2 separate regions of the Zea mays genome follow, and region 1 is linked to region 2. Evidence: chromatin contacts called from public Hi-C data. All regions are on one chromosome and are shown on one strand. Each heading gives the region's core, a stretch centred on a gene start, on an enhancer-like site or on the middle of the called end of the contact. The rest is flanking DNA. Distances are from core to core; before and after follow the strand shown. Region 1 holds the start of LOC100282134 (malate dehydrogenase, glyoxysomal). Region 2 holds the start of LOC100280803 (40S ribosomal protein S29).

The links. Hi-C and Micro-C count contacts between places; a contact is called where the count stands out from the background.
Region 1: a Hi-C map of bundle sheath shows a contact between it and region 2, with 2.2 times the contacts expected there. The contact joins the promoter of LOC100282134 here to the promoter of LOC100280803 in region 2. A contact is called at or near these places in 3 of 25 Hi-C or Micro-C datasets (bundle sheath, leaf and tassel).

The regions. Positions count from the first base shown.
Region 1 is chr1:289,352,214-289,357,554 of Zm-B73-REFERENCE-NAM-5.0, reverse strand. It overlaps LOC100282134 (malate dehydrogenase, glyoxysomal), which reads left to right and starts at 2,586. Exons shown (of 8, transcript NM_001155046.2): 1 at 2,586-3,154; 2 at 3,774-4,088; 3 at 4,205-4,294; 4 at 4,397-4,480. The coding sequence starts at 2,861.
Region 2 is chr1:288,751,948-288,757,030 of Zm-B73-REFERENCE-NAM-5.0, reverse strand. It overlaps LOC100280803 (40S ribosomal protein S29), which reads left to right and starts at 3,339. Exons shown (of 3, transcript NM_001153723.1): 1 at 3,339-3,500; 2 at 3,719-3,818; 3 at 4,487-4,734. The coding sequence starts at 3,439. The coding sequence ends at 4,495.

The sequences.
Region 1 (5,341 bases), core at 1,337-3,836, 600 kb before region 2:
GCTATATCTTCCTTTCTATTTATTAACCAGAAAATTTAAAAGCCGACAAATATGTATCCTAATTAATCTAAATTTAAACCTCACTTGTCGGCATGTGATATCATGTCTGGATTTTTCACTTTGTCAAGCACACTTTCATGTAGTTGTAACCATCAACACAACTACTCATGTAGTTCAAGCTATTTGTTTACCTACTTGAAAGTAGATATATAAAGCTTACTACAGCTGGAGTTCAATCTTTGGGGGCATGAATGAATTGTGTTTTTTGTTGATACGAATTATCTGATAGTTAGATACTCAGGTTGGTGTATACTTTGGTTTATATTTGTGAAGGCGAGTAGGCTATCTTGTCATGATGAAAATATTGATTCATTGGATACCACATGCATTCCTTTTTCCAAGAGAAATATACATTTATGATTTATCTTTTAATTTCTTCCCCTAGAGTCCATATCTCGATGTGAGCATTCCAGTCTCTAGCTCTTTTTGTTATATCATTTCATTTATCCATAATAGTGGATTTGTTTGTGAGATATAGTCTCTCATAGTGGTGGATCTAGGCTTAAAATATGATTCATCCTTTTGCAGGCAACATGTGGTACACTTGCTTTATCTACGGCAACAGTGAAATTGGTAGCACCAGATGGAGAGGAGAAAATAGCATGTTCAGTCGGAACAGGTCCAGTCGATGCAGCTTACAAGGCATGTTTCTATTCCCGCCAAAAACAAGTGTTCTACAGTTTTGTTTTAATAAAACACAAAAAATGTTCTGAAAATAGTTAGGTCGCTGTAACACAAAAATGTTGATATGTAGACAATTCAACTCTATTTTATGTACTGAAGCATCTTTTAGTCAATGGTAACTTTACTGCCTTGCTGCAGTTCAAGCTTGCTCGCTGTAACATTTTAAATGTATAATGTTTGCTGCTTATCTAAACCGTTTGTAGCATTTATGCAAAAGAAATTACAGCTCCAATTTTTAGATGTAGCATATTGAATATGTTTGAGGAACTCTTGAATTTCATTTTTAGATGTTCACGTTGATATTGATTCCTGTTTTCTTTCAAATAATACAATATTTAGACCCCAACAAGCCTGACTCCCAACACTTTTTTGTGTTCATGTGAAATACAACTTTTTCCCACCTCTTATTTTAATTTTTTGCTATATACTTATTTCTGGATGCGACAATTGGTTCGATCGGTGCTGCCCTCTTTTGGCATAGGTTTCTGGACTCTGGACTGCTGTGCAGATCCAACTGACTAGATCGATCTTTCTATTTGTTTGTGGTGGTGGTGTGGTGGTGGTGGCGAGGTCTCAGGCAGCGATCTGCTCACATCGATTGCATCGCGCTGCAATCTGGTGGTGGTGGTGTGGTGGTGGCGAGGTCCCAGGCAGCCAGCGATCTGCTCGCACTTTCGCACCAGTGGACGGTGCGTCACTGCTTCTCTCCAGACTCCAGCCATACAGAACATGTATCGCCATGAAAATATATGAACAAGAAACTGAAATTGCCATGAAAATAATCCTCAGTTTCTTGTTCAGTGACAAAGTTGTCAGTTTCTTGTTCTGTCATTATGGAGCACAGATTACAGAATCTGTCGGTTTCTTGGTCATATTTTCATGCATGTTCAGGTGTTGTTAGTCTCAAACAGTGGCGATAATGTCTATGTTACATATTACAGACTGGAGCACACAGTTCTGGTTGATTTCCCCACTTAAGTTATCGTGTTATTATATGGTTCCGTCGCAACGCACGAGTACTCACCTAGTAGTAATATATGATGAATAGATTTGAACAATGATATTTTATAGTTGTAGTGGGGTATAGGGGGAGAATATAGAGAGAACCGTTGCGGGAGATAAAAAAAATAAGGATAAAATGTTGGTGATGTGATGTAAAAAATGATATAGAGAGAAAAATTAAGGAGAACCGCTGCGAATGCCTAAAGACGTGATCTAATAGAGCGTTGTATCGAGTAGTTGGATCATAGTCTTTTACCATAAAAATGACTGCATGTGCAGCAGCACCAACTATTAGAAATCCGCCAATCCACATGTGGTGTGTGAACAAGGAAAGTTGTGTACCATAATTAGTAGCCAGGTATGGATAGGGGGCATATAGTACATATGATGAGCTATAACAATAGTTGTAGAGCCTAACATAGCTAGGTTAAGGGGTGTTTGGTTTGCCCCTGCTAAAATTTAGCCCCTATCACATCGAATGTTTGAACCTCCGTTCGGGGTATTAAATGTAGTCGGATTATAAAACTAATTTCTCAGCCGAAGATTAAAAAGTGAGACGAATCTAGTACAGTTGGTTGGGTCTATATTTCATACTCCTATTTGAAAGTCAAACGCTTGATGTGACCCGGACTAAACTTTAGTCCACAGAACCAAATACCCCCTAAGAGATAATTGAGCATGCCATGACGTCTTAGACAGTTGGTCTGTCGAAAGTTGTGGTTGATTCGAAGATCGACACTCCTCCCCGACCAAACCAACCTTCCGGACCCGACGACAGACACCCGTGCAGGCTCAGCGACCGAGGCCGAAAACGAGGCTCGACGCCCGGCGCACACGGCATACTGCATCATACCGCACCGGCAGTGGCGGAGAAAAGAGATGAGCCAGCCGGGGCCGGGAGCCATCGCCGCCTCATGCCTCCCGACTCCGTGACGGCCCGCAGCCACAGGCCACCGGATAACGCACACAGCGGAACCATCCAAAAACGCGGGAGCTTTCCCCCGTCAAAGCCCCCACCCTAATCCCCCGTCTCGCGCGCCAATCAACCAGCACCGGGAGCAGGAGCAAGAGCAACTCACCCTCCCCTCCGGCTTCCGCGGAACTAGGAGCTGCCATGCAGCCCGACGCCAACGCTCCCTCGCACCGCCTCGCCCGCGTCGCCGCGCACCTAAACCCCCAGCGGCCGCAGATGGAGGAAGGCGCGTCCGCACTGAGGCTCGTGGTGTGCCGCGCCAAGGGCGGCGCGCCGGGGTTCAAGGTCGCGATCCTGGGCGCCGCGGGCGGGATCGGACAGCCGCTGTCACTGCTCATGAAGATGAATCCTCTCGTGTCCGTGCTGCACCTCTACGATGTCGTCAACACGCCCGGGGTCACGGCCGATGTCAGCCACATGGACACCAGCGCTGTGGTAACGTCCCCCCCTTCCCTGGTGCTTCTCAGTCGATCCGTGGTACTGTACTTTTTCGGGTTGATGACTACAGCCTCCGTGATGCTGCTATACAATCGGCAAGGCATCATCGTTTGATTGCTCTATGTGCCAACTGATGGATTTTGGCGCCTTGGGCACTTAATTAATTGATCTATCACAAATTGATCAATTCTCCGGCCTTAGTTTTCTAGTTGGTTTCACCAGCTCATTCACTCGTTGTTGTGGTTAGGCTACTGACGTCTCAGAACACCGCTCCGCTCCGTTCACAACATTTGCTGTAGTACTTAAAAGAAAAACACCTAGAACTTCCGTTTATATTTACATATGTGATAATTGAGTACCACTATAGTTCAGGTCTTGGTTTCTATAATGCCTAAAAGAAACATACCCAAAGGAAAGGGGAAAAATACAATTACTCTCTGGAGTTTGGAAAAAAAAAAGTAGTGTAAACAGACGGTCTCTTAAAATTGTATTTGAACTACAATATTTTCAAGCAGCTTAAATTGATTATACACTGTTTCCTTGGCCCAAATTACCTAGTTGCAAAAAAAACTTCAAATGCGAACATACTAATAACTCTGGTAAAACTTCTTTTCAGGTCCGCGGCTTCCTTGGGGCACAGCAGCTTGATGCCGCACTTACAGGAATGGACCTTGTAATCATACCCGCTGGACTCCCTAGGAAACCAGGAATGACAAGAGATGATTTATTCAACAAAAATGCTGGGATTGTTCGTACACTATGTGAAGGCGTTGCAAGATGCTGTCCTAATGCAATTGTGAATCTGATCAGCAACCCAGTGAACTCAACTGTCCCCATTGCTGCTGAGGTTTTCAAGAAAGCTGGAACTTATGATCCCAAGCGGCTTCTTGGAGTGACAACACTCGATGTTGCGAGGGCTAACACCTTTGTGGTATGAAGCCTAATCCATAGCATCTCTTAAGAACCTGGAATACTTGCATACTCTAGTAGGCTGTTGTACTTCTCAGTTTGGTAATTTGCATTTCTGCTTCATGTTGTGTATTGTAGGCCGAAGTGCTTGGAGTTGATCCAAGAGATGTCAGTGTTCCTGTTGTTGGAGGGCATGCTGGGATAACTATATTGCCCCTCCTCTCCCAGGTACTGATCATATGCTGGTTTCATCACATGGGAATGCTAATATTGAAATATTATCTAGCTTCTATGACACTAGGTGCTGATTTAAAGCCTGTTTATCTGCAGGTTACACCTCCGAGCTCATTCACTCAGGATGAAACCAGATATTTGACAGACCGCATACAGAATGGTGGCACAGAAGTTGTGGAGGTACAATGCTATTTGACTTTACTGCCTGAAGTTATGTGTAACCGAACCCCAACTATAATCTAAGCTCTGTAAATGAGCAATATTCTCTCTGCTATAGTCTAAGCTCTTCATCTGATATTCGCTGCGCCAAAACAGAGGTCATCTTTACATGATCGATCTTTTTTGTCCATCAAACATTTGGTGAACATGCATCTCTAACTAATACTCCCTCCAGTTTTTTTTTATTTTGTCGCGTTTTAGTTCAAAAATGAACTAACGGGCGACAAATATTCGATAACGGAGGGAGTGCATATTATGTATGTACTTACTATTTTCTCTGCATAAAGCTTACATAGTGATGTTGTTAGCATAGTCATAAAGTTTCTGGATCGATATGGTCGAGGAACATGGTACGCTACTACGTATCCGGGTCGAGGGTTGCTACCACTGTACTCGTTTCTTGTGACTATGGTTGTTAGTGGAGAAATATATAGCACAAATCCATCTTTCAGTGCTGTCATGTATATTTGACTAAAGTCAATAAATTGATTGATTTCAGTTTAATGCGCTTGTTTTATTTGCCGGGAGTCAAGACAGCAAGACTATGTATTTGGCCATGCTTGGGTTGTTAGGGCTACCTGTGGTTGCAACATTGATAAGCGATGATATTCTTCTAGCTGAAGGCCTACAGCATACCCTTTTGCATGCCCTTATGCATTACACATTAGGTCTAACAGTTTCTCAATAGTTAATATGAGATTAAGGAAAATACCACAAATGTAACAGAATGGCTTCAAATTCATCGCTCAAAATTGCATGTCTGGAGTTGCATATCGTGATGCATTATGCCCCTCTGAATCTGCCACAAGTCCATTTTGACTG
Region 2 (5,083 bases), core at 2,090-4,589:
ACAAATGGATCAGCTACCACTTGAGAATTTTGAAAATAGTAGAAAAAATATTAGAATAGAGCTTTTGGTTTGACAAAACTCTCTTATTGTCTCTCTTGTCAAAAGTTGGCCTCTTGTGGGGAGAATGGTTGAATATGGGAAAAAGGGAAGTTTTTGAAATTTTTGATCAATCTCTCTTGGAACAACTCTCTTTATGTCTCAACAAGTGTGTTTGACTTAGAGATAGGAAATTGAGGTTGATTTGCAAAAACAAACCAAGTGGTGGCAAAGAATGATCCAAATATGCCAAATTTGAATCAAAATCATTTCTTGTTTGAAATTACATTGATATTGCACTTCTTTTAGTTGCTTTATGTTGTGTTGGCATAAATCACCAAAAAGGGGGAGATTGAAAGGGAAATGTGCCCTTAGGCCATTTCTAAGTATTTTGGTGATTTAGTGTACAACACAAGTGCTTAAGTGTTAAACTATGCCAAATGGTGGACAAAGTGCAAATCAATACAAAGGTATGATTCTAGACTTAGTACATTGGTTTTTGTGTACTAACATATTTGTCTAAGTGCTAGAATCATAGAAAATACAACTAGATATGTCTTGGCTCGAGCAGCCAAGACTCTGCTCAGTCTGGGTGCACCAGGCTGGCTCTGGTGAAAAGGCCGCTCTCGGGAGTTCGGTGGCGGCGTACGGCTAAAATTCACCGGACTGTCCGGTGAGCCAACGGTCGGCCGCGCAATCCGCGCATGACGCGTGGCCGGGCCAACGGTCTGAAGGGGGCACCGGACTGTCCAGTGTGCACCGGACAGTGTCCGGTGCGCCAACGGCTCCAAACTGCCAACGGTCGGCTGCGCCAAAACAGGAAAGAAATCCGCACCGGACAGTGTCCGATGGTGCACCGGACTGTCCGGTGCGCCAGGCGACAGAAGGCAAGATTTGCCTTCCTGGAATGCTCTCAACGGCTCCTAGCTGCCTTGGAGCTATAAAAGGGACCCCTAGGCGCATGGAGAAGCACATCAAGCATTCTCTAAGCATTCCTAAGCACTAAGACTCCAATTTCGCGCATTCGATTCTTTGCGATAGCAACTAGAGCTCCATTTGAGTAGAGAACTCTTTGGGTTGTGTTGTGAGCTCGAGTTGTGACTTGTGTGCGTGTTGTGCTCTGATTTTGTGTCTTGCGTGCGTTGCTCATCCCAGCCTTACTTCTGTGTTTCTTTGTGAACATCAAATTGTAAGGGCGAGAGGCTCCAAGTTGTGGAGATTCCTCGCAAGCGGGATATAGTAAACAAAGCAAAACACCATGGTATTCAAGTGGGTCTTTGGACCGCTTGAGAGGGGTTGATTGCAACCCTCGTCCGTTGGGACGCCACAACGTGGAGTAGGCAAGTGTTGGACTTGGCCGAACCACGGGATAAACCACTGTGCCTATCTGTGTTGATCTTCTTGTGGTTATCGTGTCTTGCAAGAACTCCTCTCTAGCCACTTGGCTTTATTGTGCTAACTCCTAATCAAGTTTTGTGGCATTAAGTTTCAAGTTTTTACAGGATCACCTATTCACCCCCCCTCTAGGTGCTCTCACCTGCAAGAGGTCTGTGCACTCAGACCTAATCCGTTGCAGACAGAGGGGTGCTCGGGCTATTAATGCGTCGTAATTCAGGGGTTCATATGTCATGAATGCTATGAGGCATAAGGGGTATGTAGGTCATGAGTGGGAAGCGGACAGGCGCCCACGTTGTGGCTTGGTGCCAGGCGTGGTTAATGCAGGTAGACATTTATGGCGGCTCGGTCTGGGGCCGGACGCGAGATCCACTCGAGTGGTTCCCTTTCGACATGCCCGTCCTTCTTTGTCAAGCTCCGCCATCCTAGGCCCACGCTCGGTGCCACGGGGTTCGACCGGGGGCCAGTCCTTCCAGAGTTGGCACACCTGCCTCTTCTGACTGACTAACGGGCCCCAACAATGAGGGGATCTTTCCTCAGCGCGCTCACTAGTCAGCGGGCCACAGGGACCAGGGATCATTTCCCTGACATATTTATCACAATTGTTGTTGTTGTTGTCCCTTGTTTAAACTCAAGATTCACTGAAAATAGATATAACATATTTGATATGTTATTTACCGAGCCATCATTTTGATATAGAGGATCTAGCATATGAACTATGTTCTTGCTTTGTTGCGGCCAATATTGGCGAGGATCCATCATGCTTCCTCTAAATATTGTTGGTTTTCACTGGGGTTTTCTTGAGCCCAGTGTCGGAGCCTGTCTAGACCCGGTCACGTGCCCCAATTCAGCCTATGATGACCTAGGTCACGCTAGCCTCTTAGGCTCTAGACTCAGTCTATCTCATTCCATGATGTTCGAACTCTAGGTCACCACCCATCCCATGCCAAACCCTAATGTGTAGCGCCAGCCTCTAGGCTCCCTCTCCAGCAACCAACCACTAGCTTGCGTGCACTCGCCCATGACGGCCGCCAATGCGCTCACCCACGCCCGTGCCACACCTTTCCTCCTTGTTCCCTTCTTATTAGAGTTAATCCATTAGCCCTATGATATGTGTCACTGATGACTATGTGCATGTTGTTCATTTAATTTTAATTGTGGGGATATTTTAATTTTTTTAATCAGGACATACGGTGCAACAAATGTTTGTTGAGACACTTAGCTATAATGGAAATGGCAGTGTCAATACTTTTCCCATAACTTTCGAGTGAAATTGTAGAGTCCTTTACACAAATCAGATACCTCCACTGGACATTCTTGTGTTTTTTATTCATCTGATATGTGCATGCTATGATATGAGTTAGAAGTATTATTTGGATCGAAGGGATTAAATTTTAGTCCTAGCATATACTCACATAAGATGTTTGGATGCCAATTAGAAGTATTAAATGTAGTTTAATTATAAAAATAATTACACAGATAAGGATTAAATAGCAAGACAAACCTATGAAGCTTAATTAGTATATGATTCGCCCATGTGATGTTATAGTAAACATTTATTAATCATAAACTAATTAGGCTTAATAAATTTGTCAAGACGTTTAATTTTGTGTATCTAATTAGTTTCCTAGTTAAACTATATTTAATAGTCGTAATTGATATTCAAATGTCTGATATGTCATGGATTAAACTTTAGTTACGGAAACAAACGCCCTTAGTTTTTTTTACTGTTGTAGATAGATGAACTTTGGCAAAAACAAAATGATAAATGAAATTTTTCTGGAAGAATAAAGAAAGATCACATATCGGGCCAAGTTTGGGTTCAATTTAAGCACCAAGATAGATCAAGTCATCTTTGTTGGGTTGGTCTAATGAAAAGCCCAGTGAAGCAATGCCATCCATCTCCTACAGAAGAAGCCGAACGTTTTCGGTTCCGCTCAGAGTCATAAGCCAGGTCAGACTAGGTTAGGGTTTACCTGTGAGGCCTGCTCCCCTGCCGCCGCCGCCATGGGACACTCCAACGTGTGGAACTCGCACCCCAAGAACTACGGCCCTGGATCTAGGGTTTGGTAATCCTCTATTCCTCTAGTTCCTTCGCCCCACTTAATCGCCGATATCATTTTATATACATGTCATCTGTTTAATCCGTCATGTTGTGGCATGAGCTTGTAGTTAAGATTTTAGCGCTTTAGCCCAAGTAGATTTGCTTGCCCTTACGTTTGTTGGTTTTTGTACTTCGTACTCGATGATGGCGATTGTTGATGGATGCCATGGTGTGTGATTGCAGCCGTGTGTGCGCTAACCCCCACGGCTTGATCCGAAAGTACGGGCTCATGTGCTGCAGACAGTGCTTCCGCAGCAACGCCAAGGACATTGGCTTCATCAAGGTACTGGCCAAAAGTTTCCGGCCTCTGCTTCCTTCCCTGCAACATAAGCCTGCGTTAGGTAGTGGTTACCTGTTTCATTGGTTGGGTAATCTATGACCTACCGTTTCTTCTGTTCTATTATGCCATGGTCCATGGTATGTTTCGCCGTGATGTATCTGTGTTGGTCCAGCTGGTACTAGTTTAAATAGTCTGTTACTGGCTTCTTAGAACTTGAAGCAATGTCCATGGCGCCCATATTGTTGCACTTATATGCCCATTGCCAATACTTTGTTGGATTTTGCATATCCTGTTCTGTAGGGTAGGTCTTAGTTTAGTTGTTTGCATTCGAATTAGTGTCTTTCTGGATTTTGAGTGTCATCTCTATGCGGACACATAGCAGACTGCTGTGATTATGGTGAATTGTCCCATGATTCCCAGATTTTGGCACCTCAGCAATTTGGAACCAGGGTCAAGTTTCTTATTGCAAGAGTTCGTTAATAATTAACATCTTTTTACTGCTCCGCTTGTGTGTAAGCTCTGAAGCATGGTTGTTTCCATATCCAACCATAGTTTCTTATGATCTAGAGCTTCCAAATGACTCTTTTATGATGAAGATGCCATGCATTTTAGTCGTGGTAAACAGTTGTGCTGTGGCTTCTTATTTGAAAAGTTGCATTCTTTTTATGCAGTACCGCTGAAACTTGGGGAGCTCCAAAGCATGGCAATAATGGAAGCATGGATGGGGACCTAAAAGATAGCCTGTACTCTTATTCTTATGATAAAACCATGTAATGAATTGTTTGGCTTTGTGTGGACGAAGTTGGTGTATTCTAGATGGTACTCTTGAATCTTGATGCTTCCCTGCTATGCTAGCTGAGCATGTCGAACCGCTATGAATCAGACAATACAGTATCAATGTTACCACTCAGTCTTGTTATTTGCTGCTGCGTATGGGGAGTGATCGACAGTCTCCGCCGTGCATTGATTGTTTGTTTGTAGAGGTTGGAGTGGATTTGGATAATCCTAAATCCAATTGGATCTGCCTGACCACCCTATCTGATGGCTGTGTTAGATGGACATAAAAACCTTAGCCTTGTGTTAATACTAGGGATAGATCATAGATTGGACCATACTGATTGGATTTGTGCTTAAAAACAAGCTGGGCATTAGTCATTTTGCATTGAAGTGGGATTGGAATCGGAGTTTTATCACTTGGATTGGATTGCAATGAATTTGTCTGCATGGATTTTGACCCTAATTTATATTTTCATATGTATGTTTTAATT